Regions from separate parts of the Arabidopsis thaliana genome. Here regions 1 and 3 are each linked to region 2. The links are chromatin contacts, called in public targeted proximity ligation maps. All regions are on one chromosome and are shown on one strand. The core of a region is the stretch at or near the end of the contact, and the rest is flanking DNA. Distances in the headings are between cores, read along the strand shown. Region 1 holds the start of QWRF2 (QWRF motif protein (DUF566)). Region 2 holds the start of CLPR1 (CLP protease proteolytic subunit 1). Region 3 holds the start of AT1G50120 (immunoglobulin).

What was found.
Region 1: a contact with region 2 is called in a targeted proximity ligation map of shoot, with 11 read pairs.
Region 3: a contact with region 2 is called in a targeted proximity ligation map of shoot, with 10 read pairs. A contact is called at or near these places in 3 of 26 Hi-C or Micro-C datasets (root, seed embryo and shoot) and 1 of 2 datasets of targeted methods (shoot).

What each region holds. Positions count from the first base shown.
Region 1 is chr1:18,468,541-18,471,397 of TAIR10.1, forward strand. It overlaps QWRF2 (QWRF motif protein (DUF566)), which reads left to right and starts at 1,506. Exons shown (of 6, transcript NM_103876.3): 1 at 1,506-2,857. The coding sequence starts at 1,742.
Region 2 is chr1:18,503,205-18,506,187 of TAIR10.1, forward strand. It overlaps CLPR1 (CLP protease proteolytic subunit 1), which reads right to left and starts at 1,450. Exons shown (of 9, transcript NM_103884.4): 1 at 1,024-1,450; 2 at 384-499; 3 at 40-249. The coding sequence starts at 1,258. AT1G49975 (photosystem I reaction center subunit N) reads left to right here and starts at 1,553. Exons shown (of 3, transcript NM_103885.4): 1 at 1,553-1,848; 2 at 1,943-1,989; 3 at 2,093-2,980. The coding sequence starts at 1,641. The coding sequence ends at 2,227.
Region 3 is chr1:18,560,221-18,563,232 of TAIR10.1, forward strand. It overlaps AT1G50120 (immunoglobulin), which reads left to right and starts at 1,508. Exons shown (of 12, transcript NM_103898.5): 1 at 1,508-2,376; 2 at 2,525-2,602; 3 at 2,758-2,915. The coding sequence starts at 2,082. It overlaps AT1G50110 (D-aminoacid aminotransferase-like PLP-dependent enzymes superfamily protein), which reads right to left and starts at 171. Exons shown (of 9, transcript NM_103897.4): 1 at 1-171.

The DNA.
Region 1 (2,857 bases), core at 256-2,755, 35 kb before region 2:
AGAAAATAGGAGTAATGAATTGACCTTATCCCTTTCTGTTTTGTTGACTATATATTGACCGTAGACGACCACATTAATCAAGAGAAAACGTATTTATTTTTCTCATATATATTTTAGATATAAAATTCGGTATGAATCTAAATCACATGTACACATCAACATCGATTCAAATGCGTAAATATTACATGCTATTTATTTTCTTCTTTTTCTTATAAAGGAATTCAATTTATATTTGGGGTTAACTTATTAAATTTGAAACGTAAGAATTAGATAATACCGACGTAGTCTTTTAGCTTCCATGGTTCATATTTTAGAAATTAAGAACCAATTATGAATCGTTTACTTGTATCTCTTTTTATTTTATCTATGCTTATCGTTTGCTTATAGTTAGTATTTATTTGTGGGTTAAGATATAAATAATTAGGGGTGGTAACTTTGAAAGCCAAGGAATGGTATTAAGTAAAAGAGAGCCAAAAGTAATCCTCAATGACAATTCTAAGAAAAGTATCAATTTCAAGCACATGCAAATATTCAATCAACTTTCCAAAAAGCATAAAGATGAACCAAAATTTAAACGGTTTTTAATGATTAAATCAATATCAATATCGTGATATAAATTTCATAGCGACCAAATATATGTGATAAAATAAGAAACAATCTCGATCTGGTTAGTTATGTGTATTCATTTAAAACAATTATTAATGAATTTTATGTCATAGAAATCAACCACTATAACTCAATCCATAGATGAACGAGGAAAAATATCTCCACAAATTATTATTTTTGAATTATGTTAGTACTTAGCTAATGGCATAACAAATCACATATTCTGAAGCATTAAAACTTTTGAGTTAATATAATAATATGTTTAGTATACAATAGCATAAACTATATATTGACGTCATCTTAAATGTCAAAGTATTGATCTGAACTTCAACTTGAGATATTCCAGTTATATAAAATAAATGCAAAAAACTATCATAGTGGAAAATATAGATTTAATTTTGAATCAGATCTTTTAGTTATAAAAAAGGAAAATTTTAGCAAAAATTATTGAATTCATAAATACACTAATTTGACTATGAGCAATATATTCATACAATTAATTTATTGTTTCTCGGTATTCAATGAAACTGCAAAAATCATGGTAATTTGTTTATGAATTTCTTGTTAGTTTTGTTTATTAGGGCTTGAAACTTGAAAGAAAAAAAAAATCTATATAAAATGAACAAAAGAATATAGAAAGATCTTATCTTACTGTGGAAACTGGAAAGTAGAAAGGCAATAAACGAAATTAACTCCTGATCATCCATAATACATAAATTATAAAGAATAAAGAAGATTAAGAATAAACATCCAAAACCAAAACTAATTAATTAATATTAAACATATAGTTTAGGGCAAAATTCAAAGCTTTCAAAGTCGATGTAAAATTGTAAATCTCTGAAAAAGCAAAATAATAATAATAAACAATAGATATACTAAGAAACTTAAATCACATAAACAAAAAAGTTACTCAGGAAACCCCAAATCCACAAACCCCACTTGCAATTTCTCCCCACATCTCTCTCCCATCGCCCTCTCTCCTCTCTCTCGTCTTCTTCGGCTGTGAAGCAAATAAAGCAAATTCCTTTCTTCGATTTGTTCTGAAAGTTTTCAACTTTGGTGAGTTTGGAGAAGAAAGAAGACACAAATCTCTTTGAATGCAATGTGAAAAAAGGAATAGTTTTTTCCGACGAGAATGGTTGCTGCAGCGATTTCAACCACTGACCCAAGAAACCCACCTCGAGATCGACCTCAATCTCTTACCAACAATGGCGGACAAAGAAGACCCAGAGGCAAACAAGTTCCTTCTCGCTACTTATCTCCTTCTCCGTCTCACTCTGTCTCTTCCACCACCACTACCACTACCACTACTACCACCACCACCTCTTCTTCCTCCTCTTCTTCTTCCTCTGCAATACTCAGAACTAGTAAACGATACCCATCTCCTTCGCCTTTACTCTCTCGCTCCACGACGAATTCCGCTTCCAATTCGATCAAAACGCCGTCTTTGTTACCTAAACGGTCTCAATCAGTGGACCGTCGTCGACCCTCGGCGGTTTCGGTCACTGTAGGCACTGAAATGTCGGCGGCTACGAAGATGCTTATCACTTCCACTAGGAGTTTGTCTGTTTCGTTTCAAGGTGAAGCCTTTTCTCTTCCGATTAGTAAAAAGAAAGAGACTACTTCTACGCCGGTTTCTCACCGGAAATCTACTCCGGAGCGACGGAGATCGACGCCGGTTCGAGATCAGAGAGAGAACTCTAAGCCTGTGGACCAACAACGCTGGCCTGGAGCCTCACGGAGGGGGAATTCTGAATCTGTTGTGCCGAATTCGCTTTCTAGAAGCTTAGATTGTGGTAGTGATAGAGGAAAGCTTGGATCTGGGTTTGTTGGGAGGTCAATGTTGCATAATTCTATGATTGATGAGAGTCCTAGGGTTTCTGTTAATGGGAGATTGAGTTTAGATTTGGGAGGTAGGGATGAATATTTGGATATTGGAGATGATATCCAGAGAAGACCAAATAATGGTCTGACGTCTAGTGTTTCCTGTGACTTTACTGCTTCTGATACTGATAGTGTTTCTTCTGGTAGCACTAATGGTGTTCAAGAATGTGGCTCTGGTGTTAATGGTGAAATCTCTAAATCAAAGAGCTTGCCTCGTAATATTATGGCTTCTGCTAGGTTCTGGCAAGAGACTAATAGCCGGTTAAGGCGGTTGCAGGATCCAGGTTCGCCTTTATCCTCTAGCCCGGGTTTGAAAACCAGTAGTATATCTTCAAAGTTTGGTCTTTCGAAACGGTTTTCTAGCGAT
Region 2 (2,983 bases), core at 200-2,699:
TGGGTTTAGTAACAAGTTATCGACACATGAAGGTCTTACTGGCATGCCAAGGTAGCATATGCGAGCATCCAATAGCAAAGAAGGCAAATCTGGAGGAGCAGTTCTTGGTCTTTCAGATCCTCCGCCGCCACCTCCACCTCTGTACATCTGGACACTCATGCTATATCTTCTAGCATCTGCTGCATTCATACCGGACATACTCCATATTCCTCCATTGTTCAAATAGTTATTTCTAGACGAGATGCTTTCCTGAACAAAGAAGCATGCCAAAAGACGAGATAAGAATCATATAGTAGAGAAGCAAATTTGTTCTCCTCTTAGCTGTTTCCAGATTCTGGACCTGTAAATGCACAGATAAGAAGGCTTAGAAGAGAAAAACTAACCTCTGTAACTTTTTCCGCTTGCCTACGGACAGGGCTATCTTCTGTCATGAACATATCCATTTGAGCTGAATTAAGCCCGTAAAAATATTGTGGTACGTTCTTGAAGTTCTGCATCACTATAACAAAGGCGAGGAATATAGTATGTCAGATCAAATAGTATTTAGAGAATTAAAGGAAACACGTTCTTCAAATTTAACCGCTTATTTGGCGAATTTTGTTCTTTCAAGCTTAAATTTAGTTCCAATTAAGAATTGTAGCAATCAAACTAATATATTTCGCCATTCCATTATACAGCGACAACTTATCAAGAACAAAAGACTGTTACTTTACTGAAATTAGTATGTCTGAAACTAACTCCAGGTTAAAACTTTAGTGAAGGCAAAAGCCCACATTAATTTGCTACTTAGACTCAGATGATAAACAACATAGACGTACTGCAAACGGAATTAAACCCCCAAAGAAACAAGCTTTGCTACACTTAGTATGATTGCAGATAAATGGGTCGCTAAGGCCTATCAGGTACTTGGTTTAAGCTAAACAAAGGTCAAATACATAGCTTTGTGACTCAATTCAACACCAAATAGAATCAAAGAACAAATCTATCAGAAGGTGAAAAAAAAAGATGAGAGAAAATGAAAACCTCCGTCTTTGAGATTGTCTCCACGAAATTGTTTAGGGATATGGTCAAAGCTCATATCTTTAGCAGAAGCAAAGCAGTGTGATCTTCTTGTGCGTCTAGGAACAGTAGAGCAAGGCATGTTCGATGAAAAGAGCTTAGATCCCGACATGAACGGCGATTTGGGTAACACAAACTTGGAACAGACAGCTTCATGGTTGAGTTGTGAAGTAAGAGGAGAAACCAGAGCAGTCGCCATCTTCGATTTAGCAACCGAAGAAGAAGAAAAGAAGAAGATGATGATGACTAAAAAAGAACGAAGCTTTTTGGGATTTTTTGAGGCGAAATTAGGGATTGCTTGTCATTTTTGCTATCGTCAGATGAAGAAGATGTAAGTACTGAGTACAGTCAAAATCCCGACCGAACCAGAATCGCTTTGAGAATATTTGTCTATTAAACCGGTTTTGTCTCTACAAATTTCTATCTGGGTTTGGAATCTATTTTTAATAGATTTGAGGGTTTGTTCTTGTAAATTACATAGTTAGGGACTCTTTGTTAATAAATAAAAAGATGTTTGTTTCTTCTCTGTAATGTAGATAAGAGACATAAAACAAGAATCTTATCTTCTGGTCAAGAGAGAGATGAGCTCCATAAGCCAAAGCATTCTCATGGCTTTAACAGTAACTGTTAACAAATATGCTTCTTCCAATGTTCAAGCTGTACGCAGAAACGATACCAAACGCCATTCTTTAACTGCTCCACCCGCTGATTTAGGACGCAGAAACATTCTCTTCTCCTCCACGTCTTTCATCGCCGCTGCTTTGACCAGCAGCGACCAGCTTCTCCAAAGTAATTAGAAATTCTTAGTTGTGTTTTTCTTCTTTACATTTAGAATGTTTCTTTTGCCTAAACTATGTCGTTCTTTGGGGAAGAATTGTTTCAGAGTATTTGAAGAAGACTGAGGAAAACAAAGCCAAGAATGATAAGGAGGTAAAGAGAATGACATTTATATACCATAACGCACATAGTTTATGTCTTTTGTAGGAAATTTTCTTATGATCTTTTTTTCGTTCATATTGGGAAAATGAAACAGAGATTGGACAGTTTTTACAAGAGGAATTATAAAGACTACTTTGAGTTTGTTGAAGGATCTATAAAGGGAAAGACAGAAGCAGAGCTCAGTGAATCTGAAAAACGGATTCTGGAATGGCTCAAAGCCAACAAATGATTATGATGAATTGATGATGATGATGATGATAAATTGATAATGATGATAAGTTTTTGTTTGTCTATGAAACTTTTTTTTAAAAAGGGCTGCTCAGTAATTTATATATCTTGCTCTGTATATGTTTTTGTTGAATCGGTTTTGCTTTTCTCAACAAACTTTATTTTCGAAAACGGAGTACCAGAATCCAAGCTCAATCTTGTGGATGCAATAACATAGTCAGGAGAGTGGAGTGGGGAAGTGAATTGAAGCTCATAGTGTCTCATGGGAGATAAATATTTCTAAAGAGCCTACCGTTTGTTTCCAGTCAATGGTGTGCTTAAAACCTCTCCACTCGTAGATAAGCTTGTCCACGGCGTTTCTGGTCGCTAAAGTTCTTGATTTTGTAGTATCCTTATGGTTTCCATGTGGACAGATGAGAATACAATGCCTTTCACTTGTGTGCGAATGTGCTTCTACTAGGTATCTTCTCAAGAAACTCCGCCTGTTTCCGTCACAAGATCAAACACACAAAAGCATTAGATGGTTTCGTGTGTCTCAAGTAAGCCTTCTTATGCGGTTTCTTGCTTCTCCAGTTAAGGCCAGCAATCTACCTTGAGCTTGATTTAGTGAGTCTAAACCTAACAAGAACACACTCATATCGTATTACAAGATTTATATTGTATTATAGAAACGAATAGTTAAATTCTCTATTTTAATCCATACAGTATATCGTTTTACCAAAGTTGTTTTACCTACTTTCAAATTAAACACAAGTCA
Region 3 (3,012 bases), core at 258-2,757, 57 kb after region 2:
TATGGAGAAATAGAGAAAGCAGTAGTGAAGTGAAGCAGAAGAAGAGAGGCGTGTAGTGGTCACGTGGTTTCAGGAGCGTCTTTTTATAGTGTGACTGACAACAAACAAACCCTTTTGATTCCTTCTCCACTTTTTTCTTTTAAAGAATTTGTTGATGGGAATATACTAATAAATTGTAGAATCTTCAACTATTTTTCTTTTTATACGAAGGTTGATGGGATGGCTAAAGACTTTTTTTATTAAGCTAAAGTGGCCGTTCTTTGTTGAGAAAAGGTGTCTTTAATTCATTAGTACCAATACATTGCACCGAGACTCCGAATGGAGAGTAAACCATATAGTGCAATGCAGTTTCATAGTACCGAAAACATTTACATATTATTGATACCGATACATTGTACTATTTTTTTTTTCTTTATAATCAGGATAATCAGAACCTTTACAACCGGACTATTTTTTTCCAAAATGATAAATTTTTAGTTTTTATTTCATTTTTAATAATAAAATATATCTATTACTAAAAATTAAAATATAAAAAAGAAGTTACAAAATTTATCGGGTGAAAATGGAGTAAGATTCAAGTTGCAATGAATTGTTGGGCAATCACTCACTTTGTTAAATTCAATGGTTCACCAATTAATCCGACGACAAAGTTCAGAGATTTAGTTCCAGTTGATTCGCTTTTTTACTACAGTCACATTTATGCCAACAAAGCTCAAGTCAACAACATGTTTGCTACCACGATAAATATGTTTTGCTTTCCCTTTATCATTTTTTTTTTTGTTTGTTTTAGATTCTAAACAAGCTTCGTAACTGATATGATTTGTCTTCCATGGACTACTCATGAGCAAAAAATCGTTTTGAGTAATCTTGATAGAATCCTAAGGAGTATTGTTGCCTAGTTTTGCATTTGTTACTGATTCAGAAGAGGTGGCCATAAATAATGAACTAGCTCTTACCAAAGCAATCCGTGATGTAAATGACCAAATTTTATGGATTTTATATGATTTGGTTTCGTGTGATTATAGATAAACTAACTCGCAAAATTAGACAACTTCAAACTATATTGTTCAATTACAGTTTCAATGTTTTGCAAAAGACAATAGGAACAACATTTTGCTAAGAATCAAGACACCTAGATAGTTTTATGTTCATGTAAAAGACAATCAGTGAATGCAAGTAAATACTTAAGATAGAAAGACAAAAAGTCTAGCCTACTTTAAAATCCATGATACATAATCCAAAACACACTAAATTGAATGTTTAAGGAACTACTACTGTATAGTATTTCTAATTAGCCGAGTACACATTTTTAAGATGTCGAAAAGATGCTAAAATTGAATATGAAAATATAATTACTTCTTTGTAAATTAGGTGTTTTTTAACGAATCATCATATGTACAAAAATATGATGAGCCAATGATTTATTGAATTAGATACATGTAGAAAGGATTTGTATGATCCTAAAGAACTTCGAAACGAACTAATCAAATGGATCAAAAATATGATTGCAGAATATAAGAAATGTTGGGCTCATGTTGGGCTGAAATAAGACGTAGAGATTAAGTTAAGCTAAGCTTTCTAAAGTAATTGTAAGCTTCTCCTGCAGAGGAGAATAGAAGTCATCAAACAAGGATCTCAGAAAATTGCTTATCTCCCTAATTTCTTCATCTCCCTCTAAACTCTCTTCCAGAATCCTTGCTCAATTCTCTTCATTTGTGATCTCGGCTCTCTTATCACGAAGACTTCTCCCGGCGGCACCGTCTTCACATTTCTGCTCGTCATTCTCAAGGAACCAAGGTAGAAGCTCACTCTCTGTGAACGAAACATTTGCCTTTTGTTCGGAACGAAATCTCACAAATTGGTTCTATGATCTGCGCGATTCGCGTCGTCTTCTCTCTGGATCTGAAGTAATTGATTGCCATTCGTTAGCTACTGTCTGCCAATTTTTTATGTTTGTCCTCTCTCTGGAACCCTTGAATGATTCAACTCCATCCAAGTCTCGTCGTCCTTGTAATTAGCACCATTGAAGCGATTCATGGAAGGCATTGTTGTATTGGTTAAGAAACACAGCCATTGAAGCGATGCTATCATCAAGGTTTTCCTTTTTGGGGATCGGCAGTTCCAGTGAAGTCAATGACTCCGTGGGTGTTTCTGGAAGCAAGATCAAACCATCTCTAAGTGTTCAAACGGATAAAGATGTGTATAGGCCTGGAGATTCCATTTTTGTAACTATTGAGGTTGCTAATTCTCATGACAACGCCTCTAATCCCTCCATTTTGGTTGAAAAGCTTAGTTTTGAGGTTAAAGGTCTAGAGAAATTGGACATTCAGTGGTTTTCTACTCAAAAACCTTCACCAGGAAGCAAAGGACGAAGAGGTATTTTAACAAGCTTTTTACTGCAACTGTTATATATCTTCTGTCAGCCTTTCATGTTTCTTCCAACACGTCATGCTCACTTTACCATCTACTTGTAATTTTCTATTGATGTGCGTTAACCATATATATATCTCTTGGAGATTTTCAGGTGAACACATCTTCCTAGACAGTTCAACACCATCTTTGATTTCAAATCAAATCCTATCCCCTGGTGCTAAGATGACATGTAATCTTGCCTAACTCCTTCTCTAATACTGTATGAACAAAGAACAATAATAACGTACACTTGCTTGATGCCGACGGCACATATACTAACGGCTAGGCTTTACAATGTCAACCTTTAAGCTGACAGGCTTCTTTGTTTGTAATTTTCATCTACAGTAATGGTTCGAGCTATACTCCCACAGATTATACCACCTTCTTATAAAGGTGCTACTTTACGTTACCTTTACTACATTAAGAGCACATTATGCGGAAGATGGATGGCATTAGAAAACAGTCAATTTTACAAAGACTCAACACAAGATTTCATTGAAGTGGTTAGTTTACTTGACTTTCCGTGTTTTCTGTAGGTGTTATATGTGTAAAACATTGTGTTTCGGTTACTTTGGTTGCTTGAACGCAATTTGTTTTCTA